Linked DNA regions of Sus scrofa: region 1 is linked to region 2. Evidence: chromatin contacts called from public Hi-C data. All regions are on one chromosome and are shown on one strand. The core of a region is the stretch at or near the end of the contact, and the rest is flanking DNA. Distances in the headings are between cores, read along the strand shown.

Region 1 (3,862 bases), core at 912-3,411, 94 kb before region 2:
CCTTCTTTGCTTAGCTGGAATTTCTCCCACAATGAAGGAAGTGCAATTCCAAAGGGATTTTGTCATATTCCTTGCTAAAGGAGGTAAAAATTCACGTATTTTAATTTTAATATAATTTAATAAATGAATAATGTAACCCCCTTCCTATCTGTTCAGAGCAATGAAGAACCCACCTCTTTGTATGCTGGCTCATCAATTCAGCGAAGCAATCAATACGTTGTTTTGTTGTTGCCTAAGATTATTTGTCACTTGCAACAAGAATCCTGACTAGAAGTTCCCGTCGTGGTGCAGTGGTTAACGAATCCGACTAGGAACCATGAGGTTGCGGGTTCGATCCCTGGCCTCGCTCAGTAGGTTAAAGATCCGGCGTTGCCGTGAGCTGTGGTGTAGTTTGCAGATGAGGCTCGGATCCCACATTGCTGTGGCTCTGGCGTAGGCCAGTGGCTACAGCTCCAATTCGACCCCTAGCCTGGGAACCTCCATATGCCGCGGGATCGGCCCAAAGAAATAGCAAAAAGACAAAAAAAAAAAAAAAAAAAAAAAGAATTCTGAGTTTTCATCTATGTCCTCCCTCACCCAACAAGCTCTTGGGCTCCAAGACCTTCAGATTTACAGTGAAGTCTATCTAAAGTGAATACCCATTCGCAATACTCTCTGCTTAATTACTCTTTGTGGTCTCCCACAGCTTGCTGAGCGATGGATCTGCCTCCCCAAGCCAGATGGTTCTCCTAGCCTCCAGTGTTCCCAGGGTCATTGTGTTGACCATAATATATGGTACTTGTCTGTGGTACTCCGTATACATGGAGGTGCTATACTCTGTTCCCGGCAAGCTCCTCCTAGCCCAAGGCTGTAGCCGAAGCTTTCAACAGTCTGGAGGTCAGCTTTGCTGAGGGGAACCTCCTCTGCCCCTCCACCTTCCTGAGGATTAACTATGACTTCAGGAAGAAGGAAGACACATGATACAGAGGGAGGGCAACCACTCCTTGATCTAACCACTACTCCAAGGAACCTCCCAAATCACATAGTCGAAAGGGATCACGTGGTAGAATGGGAAACTTCAGGACCTGCCTTAGGACACAGTAATGCCTTTTGACCTTTGCAATACTTACACACTATTGTAAAGTCATCAAACAAAGGAATTTTTTTTTCTTTTTTTGGATATTAGCAGAGGACAAATTCTGGGGTCTAAAAAAAAAATTCATCGAGATTATCAGAGGTCTGTAACATTCACCAAAATAATTTATCCCTGACTTCCCATGATACTCCTGACAGGAGTTGCCTCAGCAGTAGAGCTGGCCCTGAATCTGCCCTTAATGTTAATCCTTGACTGCTGAAGTCCATGAAGGAAAGAGACGGCTGAATTGCCCAATGAGGGTGTTAGCAGTGGGTCAAGGCCTATGACACAGAGGGTCTAGGGGGGCACTCTCTACTCTTTGCTTTGTTAGGGATGAGAAGATCTGGCTGAGAAGGTGGCTACGGAGAAGGAACGATGACTTGAGGGCTGGAGGCATGAGATAATAAGGGAGATGAAATACTCAAGTCCCAAGTCTGGAAGATGGGTGAAGAGACCGGGCTAGCTTTAGGCTATGCCAAGTTTAAAATCACAATCAAGTAGATCAGAGATGGCAAGCAAGAAGGAGCTAAGGGAGCGGGGCTGAAGGTGAAGTCAGGATAAAGATCCGTGTTTGGGAGCCTTTGTCTAGAAGGAAACAGTTCTCAGAGACAGCTTTGGAAGTGTCCACGGTGAAGGGGAATCATCCAGAGCCCAGGCTTGCAGTTCATCACCGGCCTCGGGGTACGCACGAGGAGGTAATTTGTTTCTCCCAGAGAGGGGCGAAAGCAGGGATGGGGCAGGTGGCTGGAACAGTCTCTTCTCGCCTTGAGGAGAGCGTCCCTTGGCGGACGGGAGGGTCTGGTCTCGGCATACTCAACCTTCAGCGTCGGGAAGACCCCAGCAATTCCGATGCAAGGGGACCACGCCCCAGGTTGCTTATCCGGAAAACGGCGCTATGCTACCCGGGGTCTGAGCAAGAGCTCTGCGCTCCCAGCACTGCTTTCCCGACCCGGACGTTCCCAGACTGCCGCCGCAGCCACCCCTGAGACAGAAAGTAATCCCCACGGTGCTTTCCCGGGACCCCAGGCCGGAAACCGGGCCACCGCCTTCCGCCACCAGCCGGAAGTGCCTGCTACTCGGGGCAGAGGAGCTTCCGGTGAGTCCGCGAGGGAGCTGCGGCTCACCATGGCGAACTCTTTGGTCGGGAAGAAGATCGTGTTTGTCACGGGGAACGCAAAGAAACTAGAGGAGGTGCTGGGAGGGTGTGGGAAGCCTACAAGGAGGAGGCTGGGGGGTTGCGTGTGGCACGGCTGGCTGGGGAGAGGGCGGAGAAGGAGCTTCCAGGCGGAGCGAAGCGTGCGAGTGGAGGAGCGGAGGGGGAACAGAGAGAGTCGGACTCGGAGGGATAGGTTGGACCGGGAGGAATGGGTTGGGTTGGACCTGGAAGGGGATGGGCCGCGCGTAGTGGGACCGTCACGTGTGCTGGGTAGGGACGACCCGGGATTGGCCTTGCTAGAATCCGGGCTTGTGATCTCAGGGGCTTCAGGAGATCACCTGGCTTCAGGAGCCAGGTGGGGTCCTATTCCAAAAGCCACCTCTTAAGTTAGATTCCCAAACCGGAACCCCGATACCCCTCTGCAGCTGATCCAGACCCCGCTGCTGGCCTGGACTTGGCAGGGGCTGGACATGCCGTGGGGTCAGACATCCAAACGGAGCCATCCACCCTTCTCCACGGTCCAAAAATGTGGTCCTTAGCCTCTCCCAGCCTGTTTATTCATCTGTGAAATGGGAACGATGCGGGAGTTCCGCTTCACAGCGCAATGGAGAGGAGGAGTGAAGGACGCAATAGATCCAAAGTTCCTGTCTACAAGGCTAGACTTTGTGGCTAGCAGTGAGGATTCTGGGGGTTGATGGAACAGTTTTGGCTGCAAATAGTAGACACAGGGAGCTCATGTAAACCATCAGGTGACAACGTGGGAATTCAGAGGTATGCCGTCCACAGGACTTGAGGAATCTTAGGAGTCCCTCTGGAGGGGCTTATTTGTCCCAGTTCTCTCTGGATGCCCATCCTTTTTCCACTTGAGATCTTTCTGCATTTTTCCCTCCTGGTGAAGGAGGCAGTGAGGCTTCTGCCAGACATCAGCTCTTTATTTTTTAGGGCCACACCCACGGCATATGGAGGTTCCCAGGCTAGGGGTCTAATCGCAGCTGCAGCTGCTGGCCTACACCAGAGCCACAGCAACGCAGGATCTGAGCCACGTCTGCAACCTACACCACAGCTCACCACAATGCTGAATCCTTAACCCACTGAGCAAGGCCAGGGATCGAACCCGCAACCTCATGGTTCCTAGTCGGATTCGTTAACTACTGAGCCACGACGGGAACTCCCAGACATCAGCTCTGATTGGCCTTAATTGGGTCAAGTGTTTGACCCTGTTCAGACAGCCATGGCCAAGGAGGTGGGTCATGTGTGCGGAATCAAGATGACACCCACTGGGTATGTCTGAGGCAGACCAGCGGAGCACAATCATTAGGAGACCCTTAATTTTTCCACAGCATAGAGACTGATGGCACTTCTTTGTCATTATAAGGTGGCCTTCTCAGAAGCCAGAACCCTGTGCTGATAAAAGGTTTGCCATCCTGAGGCCAGACCAGTCAAGCAGACAGGCAGTGCCACCCTGAACAGAGCCCCATGCAAGGTGGTGGGTGCCAACTCCCAAGCCCACTTCTACCTCTGGTTGAGAATATGGCCCTCCTGCATTTATAGAAGAGGCTGTAGAGGTTCCCATGTGGCTCAGTGGATTAAGG
Region 2 (3,938 bases), core at 1,131-3,630:
AATTTTGCTGGGAGATCCCCCTGTGGTGCAATGGGATCATTGGTGTCTCTGGGGCATTGGGACACAGGTTTGATTCCTGGCCTGGCACAGTGGGTTAAGGATCTGGCATTGCCAAAACTGTGGAGTAGGTCCCAACTGCGGCTCAGACCTGATCCCTGGCCCAGGAACTCCATATGCCGTGGGGTGGCCAAAAAAGAAAAAAAAAAAAAAAAAAAGAATTATACTGAAGCTTGGTAAGAACAGTAGAAATCTGTGATGTTTAGCTTGAGTCTATTCACATTACCTCCTCTCCAGCTCTGTGGGCAGAAGTCGTATGAGGAAAAGAGGTAGGCTTGCTGGAGGGGCTGACTTTATTCAGGGCAAAGCATAGAAAGTTCTACAACTAGGGATGTTAAAAACCAAAGCAATCACGGTGGTAAAACATTCAGGGAAGACCAACATACTAGAGATGTCACTGCCGGCTGGTACAACCAGCCAGAAATGTAATGGGAAAATCAGAGGACTGAGACAATAGATGGCAATTATGTGTTTACATATAGCAAGGAAAATGTGTGGTGGAAGGCATCATTCTGGTGCCAGGTGCACCAGGAGACATTTATAAGAATGTTCATGACAGTACTGCCTGCAACAGCAAAAAACCATAAACAATCCAAATGTCCATCAAGAGTGAAAAGGAGAGAACAGCACGTTTTCATACAAAGCAATCCTATGGCACCACAAAAAGGAATGAACTATAATGGCTACACCCAAGAATCTGGATGAAGCTTAGGACCAGAATATTGAGCAAAAAAAGCAAGTCCCAGAAGAACACAAATGATTCTATTTATATTAAATTCAAAACCAAGACATTGTTTAGGGATATAGGAATATGTGGTAAAGCTCTAAAGCAGGCTCCTGATGACTAGGTACTGGGCAGCCTGCCTGACCAAGGTCAGCAGGGTGATAAAGAGAAGGGCACATAAAGGAAATGAATGAAGGGGAAGCTGCATAACATAAAGGCTCGTGATAGCAGAGGTCACTAATTGGGGAAGAGAAAAGCTTCCAGAGTTGGAAACATTGCAAGGTAAGAAAGCACTATCCTTTTTATGTGTAGTAGTTTTCTAGGGCATCCTTGGACTAAAAATCAGAAGACTTGGACTACCTCCCAGATGTTACTGCTAACTTGCACTTTAACCTCAGACAAATTTTCCACCTTCTATGGGGCTCAAGATATGAAGATCAATCAAAATAACGCACACTGATGAGCTTTTTAAATGCCTTCAGAGGATGGGAACAGATAAATTTCAGTCTCAGAGGCAGAATACCTAGACATTTAAGCTTCAGGACCCCTGACCTGCCTAAGCCCTCTTCCAAGGTCCAGAGGAGAGACCTAACGATTTTGTATGAATTATTTTTCCTCAGGAGAGTGGAGAAATGCTTAACACACAGCCAGAGGATACTCCTATTTAAATTCTCCACTCCTACTGAATTTTCCCGCCTTAAAAGACCATCTTCTGGAGTTCTCATTGTGCCTCAGCAGGAACAAACCCAACTAGTATCCATGAGGATGTGGGTTTGATCCCTAGCCTTGTTCAGCGTGTTAAGGATCCAGCATTGCTGTGAGCTGTGGTGTAGGTCGTAGACGTGGCTTGGATCCTGCATTGCTGTGGCTGTGGTGTAGGCTCCAGCTGCAGCTCCAACTGAATCCCTAACCTGGGAACTTCCATATGCAGCAGGTATGGCTCTAAAAAAGAAACAAAACCAAACAAAAACAAAAAACCATCTCTCAATGCACACATTTTCCTCAGAAACTAAGAAAGTGCGAAATCTAAGCTCTAAAGTGTGTGACCAATAAGACTTCAGAAATCCCTGACTACATCCTTGATTCTTGCATAAAGACCTGAGGATACACTGAATCCTGCTGGATTAACTCAATACGGTATAAGATTATTTTTCTAACAAGGTACAAACTAATTTTGGCAAATATCCTTGCTAAATATTTTAATTGGCTCGACTGAGCCAGAGCACAACCACTTCTGTGTTGTGTCTACAAGGTGATTTTAAAACATTATGCAATTTTATCTCTTGGCGGGGAGTGTTGTCACACACTCCCATCATCAGCAAATGCCCCTAACTTCCTGGTCTTTTGCACCAGGTTCTGGAGAGGCAGAAAGGCAGGGGCCATAGCACAGGCATGATAACAAATGCTTTGACAAAGGCTACCCAGCATTTTGTGAATCAAAAAACCAGAATTCCTTATGCTTTGTCTTCTATGTCAACAGAGGAGCAGAAACAGAACCAGTGATCTGAACACATGGAGATGAATTTGCAACCAGATAGAATATTTTCAAGAAGAACAAATTCTCCAGAGAGGGAATTTGCTTAGTAGAGGTTAAGGAATTTGTGGAGTGAGTCACAACTCCTCCTCCACAAAAAAACATGATGTCTAACAGGGAAAGAACAGGACTCATAAGAAAATGTTATTTTGAGGAAGCCAAAAAGGAGCACAGAATGAATCCCCAGGAAATCCATGTAAGACCAACAAGGTTCTTGAGAATTTTATATCAGCAGAAACACTGCCAGCTTGGACTGAAAGGGACAGAAAGAATAGAAAAGGAAAGGAGACTACTGGACTCCCAAAATTCTAGAGGCAAGAAGTAGGCTGATAAAACTAATCAGCTACAAACAAAGAGCCACCTTCATGAAAAGGAAGGATGACCCAGAGGGCAGTCATGAGCCCAGAGGGTAACGCTAAGAGTTTAGAGGGTAGAACCAAGAGCCCAGGGACTTAAAACCTAATCTGGGAACTGGAGTTTGTCTTAGCTGAATTTCAAAGCTGCCCTGGCCTTGGGACTCTTTTATCTTTCACCCCCCAGACTTTTTGAATCTGAATGTCTGTAACTCTTATCCTATGCCAGTTCTACCTTGTATTTTGGGAGGGCTGGGACGGGTAACATGCCTCTAATTTCACAGGTCCCCAGGTGGAGAACTGTGTTCTGGAGCTGTCTTTAATGAATTATGCTTCCAGCACCTCACCTATAGCTGATTTAGATAATCTTGATGTAGATAATCTTGAGATTTTTGATTTCTGAGTTTGTGAGATTTAAGACTTAGACTTGTTACCATAATGGGATAAAGCTCTTAGCTAGGGTTGTTTATATCTTGCATGTAAAAAATGTGGGGGCCAGAGGGCAGACTGTGGTAGGCAGAAATTTAATTTTCTTTTTCTTTATAGGGCTACACTGGCGGTGGCTATGGAAGTTCCCAGGCTAGGGGTCGAATCAGAGCTGCAGCTGCTGGCCTACACCACATCCACAGCAACGTGGATCCAAGCCACATCTGTGACCTATGCCACAGCTTGCAGCAATGCTGGATCCTTAACCCACTGATTGAGGCCAGGGATCAAACCCACATCCTCATAGATACTAGTCAGGTGCTTAACCCCCTGAGCCAAAATGGGAACTCCAGTAGGCAGAAATTTAAGAAAGCCCATGACCTTCACCATTTTAGGTCACTCCTGTGTTCAGGTAATGTTACATGGCAAAAGGGAGATTACAGCGGGCCTCTTCTCATCAGCTGAGCCCTTTATAAGCAGAGTTTTCTCTGGCTGGTAGGAGAGGAGTTCAGAGAGATTAGAAGTGAGGGAGATTCAACCCAATGAAGTTCTTTGTTGCTGAGATGGAAAGGGTCACAGGGCGAGGACCTCTGGTGGGAGGAGCTAAAAGTGGCTCCAGATGACAGTCGGCAACAGAAGAGACCCCTTAGTCCTACAATCTGAAGCACTCTACACACAACCTGGATGAGCTCAGGAGCAAGTTCTTCCCCAGAGCCTCCAGGTATCAGTCTAGTCTGGCTGATGCCTTTACTTCAGTCTTATGAGAGCCCAAACATGAATCCAGTCAAGCCTGCCTGGACTTCTGACCCACCCAACTATGAGAAACTAAATGCATGTTGTTTTA

The links. Hi-C and Micro-C count contacts between places; a contact is called where the count stands out from the background.
Region 1: a contact with region 2 is called in a Hi-C map of omental adipose tissue, with 1.7 times the contacts expected there. The contact joins the promoter of ITPA here to the enhancer-like site in region 2. A contact is called at or near these places in 1 of 5 promoter capture datasets (liver), 18 of 47 Hi-C or Micro-C datasets (alveolar macrophages, blood, embryonic fibroblasts and 8 more) and 1 of 2 datasets of contacts at active chromatin or transcription factors (skeletal muscle).

Annotation. Positions count from the first base shown.
Region 1 is chr17:32,473,126-32,476,987 of Sscrofa11.1, reverse strand. ITPA (inosine triphosphate pyrophosphatase) reads left to right here and starts at 2,161. Exons shown (of 9, transcript XM_021077577.1): 1 at 2,161-2,305. The coding sequence starts at 2,240.
Region 2 is chr17:32,379,248-32,383,185 of Sscrofa11.1, reverse strand. All of the region lies in intron 20 of C17H20orf194, which reads right to left. Among named protein-coding and RNA genes, the nearest start is that of SLC4A11, 64 kb to the left of the region's middle. Within about 2 kb of position 2,380, at least 14 of the 83 cell types and tissues checked have an H3K27ac peak or open chromatin away from gene starts, as enhancers often do. A contact at or near this core is called in embryonic fibroblasts, mesenteric adipose tissue, omental adipose tissue and 1 more, where this site is marked.